Linked DNA regions of Mus musculus: region 1 is linked to region 2. The links are chromatin contacts, called in public Hi-C maps. All regions are on one chromosome and are shown on one strand. Each heading gives the region's core, a stretch centred on a gene start, on an enhancer-like site or on the middle of the called end of the contact. The rest is flanking DNA. Distances are from core to core; before and after follow the strand shown. Region 1 overlaps Lamc1 (laminin, gamma 1). Region 2 overlaps Rgl1 (ral guanine nucleotide dissociation stimulator,-like 1).

The links. Hi-C and Micro-C count contacts between places; a contact is called where the count stands out from the background.
Region 1: a Hi-C map of pre-B cells shows a contact between it and region 2, with 4 times the contacts expected there. The contact joins two enhancer-like sites.

What each region holds. Positions count from the first base shown.
Region 1 is chr1:153,306,232-153,310,761 of GRCm38.p6, reverse strand. All of the region lies in intron 1 of Lamc1 (laminin, gamma 1), which reads left to right. It also overlaps the pseudogene Gm8818. Among named protein-coding and RNA genes, the nearest start is that of Lamc1, 24 kb to the left of the region's middle. Within about 2 kb of position 1,966, at least 170 of the 459 cell types and tissues checked have an H3K27ac peak or open chromatin away from gene starts, as enhancers often do. A contact at or near this core is called in pre-B cells, where this site is marked.
Region 2 is chr1:152,596,501-152,600,998 of GRCm38.p6, reverse strand. All of the region lies in intron 2 of Rgl1 (ral guanine nucleotide dissociation stimulator,-like 1), which reads left to right. Among named protein-coding and RNA genes, the nearest start is that of Rgl1, 26 kb to the left of the region's middle. Within about 2 kb of position 3,023, at least 10 of the 459 cell types and tissues checked have an H3K27ac peak or open chromatin away from gene starts, as enhancers often do. A contact at or near this core is called in pre-B cells, where this site is marked.

The DNA of each region.
Region 1 (4,530 bases), core at 717-3,216, 710 kb before region 2:
ATTCTGCAGGTACGTTGCTACTGATTCGTCATTAGCTCTGCATTATGTCTGAATGTGATTTGTCTTCTTATTTTTTCTACTTTTTTTTGATATTTTCTTTTTTAAATATCTGGTTTTTTACTATATGTATGAGTGTGTTGCTGGATTCGTGTCTGTGTACCACATGCGTACCTGGTGCCCTCGGAGGTCAGAAGAGGACAGCAGACTCCTTGGAATTAGAATTAAAAATGGAAATGATTCACCATGTGGGTGCTGGGAATCGAATCCAGGTCTTTTACAAGAGCAGCAAGTGCTCTTAATCACCAAGCCATCTATCTGTCCAGCCCTGTTGGGCGGTGTTTCTTAATTTCAGTATGACCATATTTATTAGTACATTCTTTGGCAGTCAGCCCTTCTGTGTCTTATGTAAGAAATCTTTGTTTCTTTTTAAGATCTAAGGTTTGGGTTTTCATTGTGTGCATTTTCCTTACTGGCGAGTGCAAGTCCTTTTCAGATGTATTCTATTTTAGAAAGATCTTAGTTATATTTAGGACTTTTTCTTCCGTGTAAATTCTAGAATGAGGTTTCTCAGAAACTTCTTTGCATCTTGATTTAATCCATACTGACTTGATGCCCATTTGGTTTGCGTTAACGTTCAGATATTATTGAGTTTGTCATAAACTTGTCATAATTTACATGTTTTTAAGTAATTCCAATAATGTTTTATAATTTCAACCTCAAGAGTCTTGTTTTTCTGTTGGATTCATTCCTGGGTTCTTTTTTATTGCTGACTTAATTTCAAAGTAAACCGTAATCCTTTGTAGCAGTGTGCAGAAAAGTGTAGCTTTTAAAATATGGGGCTTCAAGGGATTTGTTTAATTCTCTTCTTTTGATCATTTATCTTTAGATTCATTCAAGTTTTTTATGTAGACAGTCATCCATAAAAATAATAGTTTTATGTCTTCGTGCTAATCATATTCAGAACTGCGGATTCTGAAATCTTATTTATAATCTAAGTTTGGTACAAATAGTGATGAGGCTTATCAGGTGTCATGGCAGACACTGATCACAGCTGCTCGGAGAGATACAGGCAAAAGCATCAAGAATTCAAGGTCACCCTCAGATGGAGGGCTGCCTCTGCAGACAAGAGCAACAGAAAAGGAACAAGTGACAGAATTGTTGGGGCTGGGTACAGGCTTTCAGTCCCCACAGCATATGGTGTCTCTGAGTCGGATTCTAAGTTTTGGGGATAGGTAGGTCCATGTGTCATCCAGCTGTAGGTCCTGAGACGTTGCCAGTAGAGTATGCTACGGTCCCCTTAGGAACAGCTAGGGTATGAAACAGAGAAAGCAGTCCCATAAAGCAAAGAATTGCCCAAATTCCATTCAGCTTCAAGTTCTCACAAGATATTGTGCCATTAAAAACCAGAGTATAACTACCTGAGTCTAGAACATAACTTTGATACATAGACACACACACATATAACTTTTCTCAGATTTTATTATACATAATTTCCCATGACTTCACTACTCCGTGCACATGTGTGTGTGTGTGTGTGTGTGTGTGTGTGTGTCTGCCCACGCGCATGCACACGTGCGTGTATTAACTGAGGACTGAGTTACCCATGAGAACAGCTTCCTCTTCCTGCAGCATCTGGCTGTTGTTGCTTCAGCTGCACTCAGTATGCGCCAATCCATCTGTTTTTCTGCGATTCCCATGGAGACTGAATCTGTATAATTTGCATGTTCTTATTGTCTCTTTCTCCTAACATTTTTTTTTACTGGCATTTTTTAAGCCGAGGTCTGTGTCTTCCAGGATGGGGTGGGGAGCTCATTACATGTCGCCGGGTGGGTGAACCAGCTGACCCACTGAGAGGATTGGCAGCTTGCACCTTGATCTCTCAGAGTGAGCTGCTGCAAACCAAACCAAAGTGTGGCTTCCATGCACTCACCAAGCTTAGGAGGACAGGGTTGTACACTCTGAGTGTCCCTAACTCTCTCCCTACGAAAGCTTCGGCTATGCACAGCCCAGCTGCCAGCCGCTTTTCAGTCAGTGCCACAGGAAGCAGAATCAGCCAGCTAATCCTTTCCCAAGTTCCCGACTTGAGATGTTGTAAGATGCAGAAATGGTAGGCTGTGAACTTTAACTTGTACTGCCATAAGGGGCAGAAACAGTAAGTCTCTGGCGTTACTGGGCTGGAGAATCTGCCTTCGTTCCTTTCTGGAAGGGTTCCTTTCTGAACTTGTGGATTCCCTGGAGAAGTTGGACTTCTCTTTGGCTTCAGCTAGAGCGCTCCGGGAGAGGAGCCAGAGATGTCCCGAGGCTATGCATTTTTTTGTGTGTGTGTGAGAACTGTAGTTTGGCAGACATTTTAAAATGAGTTACCAGCCCAGGAATCTTGTGTCTGGGTGCTCAGGCTCCTTCCAGCTGGTATCCTCAACTGTCTACTGAGTGGTAGACAGGTGCAGGCTGAGTTTTGGCAGGGCTGTCACTGGGGACTGTAAGAGAGCAAGCTGTCTTCCTGTTCCTGGTATCTGTAGGTTCCTAGTGAAAACCCCTGCTTTCAGAACCAGCCCTGGCTTCCTGGTTGTTTCCCAGAGATTCTGCATTGAGACCCCGCCATCTTCCAGCATGTTCGTGTCCTTTGGCCTCTTCCTCCCCCCTCTTCTTCTTCTTCAGAGTCATGCCATTGGCTGGCCTCTGCCCCTCAGCACTCTTACTCATACTAAAAGTGCTCATTTCAGTTACCTTACCTTCTAATCCAGAGCGAGCATGCGCACCAACTGGCTCCTTTGGTGGGTGTCTCAGATTACTCCTTTAGCTGATGATAAGCAGCTTGAGAGCCGAGAAGGCCTAACCATTTGTAATTCCCAGTGGTGTTCATTAACTAATTTAGATTCTGTGACCTTTGCTGTGTTTACATTTTCGCCTCCAGACAGAACACAGTGTGTTTGGAGGGGTGATGCTCACAGAGGCTGGAACTCAAGGAATGATTGTCTTGATCTTGGGGTTTGCTAACACAAGCACAGGTGAAGGCCCCAAGAGGCCCACATAGTGATCACTCCATTGTTCCAGAGCTTGGCTCCGGTTTTCAGGGGTTCTGCTTCTTCGCCGGGAGGGCGAACACCAGCCGTGTCCAGATTTGTGTGTTTATATTTGGAGGATGAGAGTGCTGAAGTCCAGTTTCTCATTAGGGCTTCACGGCACAGTAAATGGAAAAGCCTGAGAAACTTGTAAGTCTGGATGTGTCTCCTCCTGCTGAGTTTTGTGGTGGCTGTCCCGAGTGTGTGCACTCTTGTGTCTCCTCTTGTCTCTCTAACTCACAAGTCCCAGCCCTCATGAACTCACTTCTGCTTTAATAACACGCCACTGTGTATCCTGTAGCCAAATCTAGTCACTGTCAATTTCTTTGGTAAATAGGACACTTTTCTTACCATAACGCCCACATTCCATTTCCTTTTGTAACAAGTGTCATTTTCGGTATATACTTCAACCCTTACAAATGGTTGTGAGCCAACGTGTGGTTGTTGGGAATTGAACTCAGGACCTCTGGAAGTGCTCTTAATCAGTGAGCCATCCCTCCAGGCCCCAATATATTTTATTGCTTTTATTTTATGGGCATTAGTATGTTTTTGCCTGCACATAAGTCTGGATTAGGTTGTGAGATCTTAGAATTGTAGACAACTATTAACAGTCAGTTGTAACAAATATTGAAACTTACGGTCATTTAAAGGTAAACATTTTAAATCAAAAGAAAAAAAACCATAAGTATTCTTTCCCAGGAATCATTGTAAACGACAGCAAATGCCAGGAAGCAGTGCCATAAGGACACTATATAGGAACATCTGTTGTTGTTTCTCATTATGGATGGTTGTGAGCCACCATGTGGTTGCTGGGATTTGCACTCATGATCTCTGGAAGGAGCAGTCAGTGCTCTTAATCTCTGAGCCATCTCACCAGGCCCCAATATATTTTATTGTTTTTATTTTATGCACATTGGTATGTTTTTGCCTTCACACATGTCTGGGTTAGGTTGTCAGATCTTAGAGTTTTAGACAATTGTTTTTTTCTTTTTTCTTTTTATTTTTTTTACAATATCTCAAGTGGGATTTATTTGGTGGACCTCAATAAGTTCTCAGAACATTTGCTGTAACTCAGGTAGAAATAGGCGAGTATTCACATTAGTCTGTAGTCCAAAAAGGTATTTCAACTAAAATATGTCAATTCTCACATCTGCAGTGGCTTAGAGATAGTTGGTGGTCAGTATTGTGTTTCTGTAGCTTCTTCAAGCAGAGGTACAGTGCTCAATGCTTTAGAGGGTTTTGCAAATTCATTTCCCTTTTGTTCAACAATGCCTCATCTCCACTATGTAAAACCTGGTCTCCAGTGCCACTATCTATTATCTGCCTTACATTAGGTCTTACTTCAGGGCTATTACACAAAGTGATTACGTTATAAAAGGCCTCCAGATCACTCAGTTTAAATGTTACAGATGGCTTCAGTACTGATTCAGGAGTAAGGGAACTTCCTCCAATGATTCTCAGGTTGATA
Region 2 (4,498 bases), core at 1,774-4,273:
GCTTTTCATTATTGCAAACATTTATACAATATTTATGGCATGGTACACCCATCATGACCGGTGACAGAGCCTGGAACAAAGCAGACAGGACACTGCTCTTTTGTTTACAGATAGCATGTGAGGTGCTATGCTGTGATGGTGGAGGGATGCTGGGGTGTTGATTTGTGCAAATATTGCTTGTTTATTAGAATGAGCGAGGAGCCATCCAGGAGGCCATGTTTGGCCCTCACAGCATGGAAGGAGATAATGCAGAGGTCTGCAGACGGGAAGGGACCTATGAACCTTCAGGGTAGCCAAGTGGATAGCTGTGGTGGTGAAGGGCAAAGGGGTAGTTGGGAATGGCCTTGGGAATTCTAGTAGAAGGTTGGATCACTTCCAAGTGTCATGGGAAGCTAGAGGGAGGTTGTAAGCAAGAGAATGACATGACCTGAAGCTAAGAAGGGGTAAGAGGAATGAGTCTTCTAGCCATGAAGTTATAAAGAAGGAAAAAGACTTGTGTGCTGGCTTTGCTGCGGCCGCTCTTGCTGTAACCATTCTGATCCCTGTGCACATTGAGGGCTTAGTTGGGATGGAAAGGCTGCTCTGTACAGTTCAGTGCTCTCCTAAGCTCCGGCCTGCTCTGGAACACAGATTAGGGGGACTGCTACTCCGATGAGTAATCTTTATTCTTCCGATAAGTGGCGGATCCCTGCAAACCAATAGTCTGATATGGAAACAGTGTGGCTGTTCTGAGTAAACTCATCTGTCTTCGTCTTCTGGTGGACGGACACACTCAGTGCTGGACATCCCTTGGGAGGAACTACTGAGATGTGGGATAGATCTAGGTTCTGTAGAGACTTAGACTTTATTCCACTGCAGAAGATGTACTTTAGAAGTATCATCATGGCTACAGGTCCCAGGTTAAGGAGAGGTTGGAGCGGGTGATGAGAGTAATGCGGCTATTACATCCTCAGTTAAGGTGTGGGGTCTGCATTAAGACAAGGCACTGGGGCTAAGGGGGTAGCGTGGAACAGAGGGACATAAGGACAGTCTGAGGGACTAGTGGTGGGCCCGTGGGTTTACGTGATAGTACTGTGGCTAAGTCAACGTCTGAGTCTGGACCACTTGAATTTGAATCTTTGCCTCACCACCTAGCATGTGATATGGAACAAGCTATTTGGCTTCTGTGGGCTTCAGTTTCCTAAGTGGCAGAGAGGAGATAATAGGTGTATCTGCTATATAAGGTAAGTATGAGATATATGCACAGTATTCTCAGGATCTTAATTGTTATTGTCCGTTTTTCTTAGAAGCAAGCAGATTGTTGAGTATTCTGCAAGGGCCGAGGAACAACTAGAGTGCCATTTATAACCTATTGTTGTTCTTGAGCAGAAGGGTCAATGAGTTCCAGGAAAGCATGCACAGTGCCAGTTCTGTGGTCACCACAGGAAGTCGGTTTTAAAACATTTCCACAGAGTGGACAACCAGCAGGAAGAGAAATGAAGGCAGAGGCCAACTCTGTAGGCTGACTGAATGCCTCTCTTCGCATTGCAAAACCTGCTGGGCTCCATGTCATAAGCACTCAAGAAAGGTCACTGTGGTTCTCTCCAAAGTGTCTCGGGCCACGGCATGAGTGTCAGGAGCGTCTTCACATACGGCATAGTCCTTTAATCCCAAGTCCTTGGAGTTTTATCCGGCAGTTAGAAAAGTCATAGTGGCAAGGTGACTGAACCAAGAATCGGTGAAAAGAAAACAAAGCGAGAGACAAGCCAGGTGCCTTGTCCGAGCTTGTCTGTCGTGGTTGGCTTCTTCTCTGTCCCCTCCCTGAGACTTATTTGTGCTTGTTTCCCCACTGTCACACTGTGTTTCTCAAGTGGCAACCAGAACACCAAAGCCACTGCTCACACTGTGGCTTTCTTTGGAGCACAGGGTCAGAAGTCCTTTGTCACCCAGAACCTGAGGTGACTTTTCTTGAAGCTCCTAGCATTTGGGGGCTGGAGGTGGGGGAGACAAGAAAATCTCCAAGTATTCGCTCTTTCTTGGTAAAATTTTAAAAGTTAAACGGTTTTTAAGTGTAGAAACCAATCTTTGCTTTGACCCATTGGTAGGTTCCCTAGAGCTGCTATTGAAGTGACAGGGCAGGGGACTGCTGTTCATCTGTGTCTGGCCAGGGTTCTCATCGCTTCAGCACTCAGTGATAGGAGGCACTGTGCTCCCTCGCTGTCCCTGCTTTCTGAGTGTGCACATGGCAATGAAGCAGGCCGCATCCCTCTGCCATTTTTAACCTGCTTCCATAAAACTCACAGACGCAGATAGCTTGAAGACCGTCTCTGTGGGATTGGGGTCCCGTAAGCAGTCAGCTGGGAGCCCAGGAATCACTTTCATCCTACTAATTGCACAGGAGCCCCTCCCTCTGGTGATATCTGGGTATCTTGTCTGTCTAGTTTTTTGTTGTGTCTGTGACTTCCAGCAACCATGTAGGAGAGACTCAACAAGTATTTGTTGAATGAATTAATTGGCTTAAGTGCATTTAGGAGCAAACAAAACCACAAATTATAAGTTAGCCCACTGCTGAGATGCATAGGGAACGCTAGCAAGTTCTCAATGACCTAATCGGCCTAGAATTAGAAATAAAATCTAGTTTCTTGCCATTCTTACTGTTACTTGTAAGTCTTACTAATGAACCTCGGGGTTCTGTAATTTCCCATTTACGATTTCTGTCATTCACTTAGCATTTCTTTAATGTTAATTAATGTTAAGCTTCATCCCTTTGAGTCATTAAGTGAAAGAGTTTGTGTTCGCACTATGATCTGTACTATTAGATTTGTAAACAGCAGAACCCCCTCCTTTTCTTCATATACTAAGGTTTCTTTAGTATCTCATTTAAGTCCCCTGCACAACGGAGGCTATGTTGATACTGTCTTCTCTAACTGACCCCAGGAGTGCATCACGAGCCCTGGGATTGGGGAGCTCGTAATCTGTCAGGCAGATAAGCTTTTTCTTTACGGCTGACACCTGCCTTTTCACACGGGTGGTTTTGACCACTCATACTTAGTGAACAAAGTGTTTGCTGTTTCGTTTTCTTTTCATTTGGAGAGATTTGGCCCTATGTTCCTCCCAGCCATCAGTATTTTTGATACGCTACCTTCATTTCCTCTCTTAAGCATCAGACTTTATAAATCTACCTTTTTCTCTCTTAAGTTCAGACTTTATAAATCTATCTTTTTTCCCTATACCCTATTTTCAGTCATAATATTATTTTGTTTTTGATTCCCTAGTAGTTTGTGACTCTAGAGTAGAGTTAAACTAGCATGTAGGCAAATTTATTAACAGGAGACACTCAGTAGAGGCCACAAGCTGTCCCTAGGGACTTCAGCTGTTGTAGAATTCCGTAGTTCCCCATGCAGCCCGTTGCTCTCCTGGCTTCTCTTGCGCCCTTTGGTGAAGCTGTCCATCCTCCTTAGGCACGGTTTAGTTATGTAAGACCATGTAGGGATGAGGGAGACTGGGTTTCGCCCAAAGAAGGCCTTTGGCACCAAGGCACTATTACTTTTAAGTGTTGTCGATATCAGTCTATGTAAGGAGTTAAAAATGCTGGAGATGACTTGAAGGCCCAGCTTTTAGTAAAAGTAGTATGGCTAGATGAAAAATGAAAAGGATTTTAGTACTTCACATACGGTATTTTATTTGTGGACAGCGAGTAATAAGTAGGCTTGCACTTTGCCTTGTGTCAATTATCTGATCTATAGTGTTCTTATGGGAATTATTTGATGTGTGTGGGTTCTAGCCTATTGAGTTTTGGTAGTCTTAAGTATTCAGATGTGGAGACTGAGTGTGCAATATATTGTAAAGCAATAACATATTGCTTTATGTTACTAGGCAGCACATTACCATGGTGAAAGGAAGCTGCTTTTAAATCTTAACACTGCTGCCTGTCCTGGTTGGTTGAGTAACTTTGGTTACTTCTTTGCTTCTCCTCGAGTGAAGCAGTGACAGTTCCTGTCGTAACAGCTGGCTGGAAGGAATGGGCATCTGGTCCAAAGTGATGCTCAGTCTTGGTGCCAGCTCTTCTCCTTCCTCTGCATTTAAAGCCCAGTTTCTTAGAAGCGCTTTACAGTGTCAGGGGAACAGTACTTGACAGGAGATGAGAAAGATGCAGCATCTCTTTCCAAGACATGTGCTCAAGGTGCTCAAAAAAAATTAAATTAGGTTCTGCATTTTATTACCCGATCTTAAGCTTGAAAGATCCCCGTTTTCTCTGTCAGGGGGCCTGTGCTGTAGGGTATACTTATGCTAAACACAGTACTGAGAGAGAGGATTTGCCAGAGACCTGTGCCCCCCAACTTTGTGTGAACTATAAAGCTGCATTTTATATCTGAATTTTAAGTCACACATCAACTTCATCATCATCATCATCATCATCATTAATATTATATTGGAAAGAAAAAGAAACGAGCTACCTAGTATCATTTCTGGGACTCCAAAATCTAGGGAGTAAAGACATTGACAGCTTGATATGGGG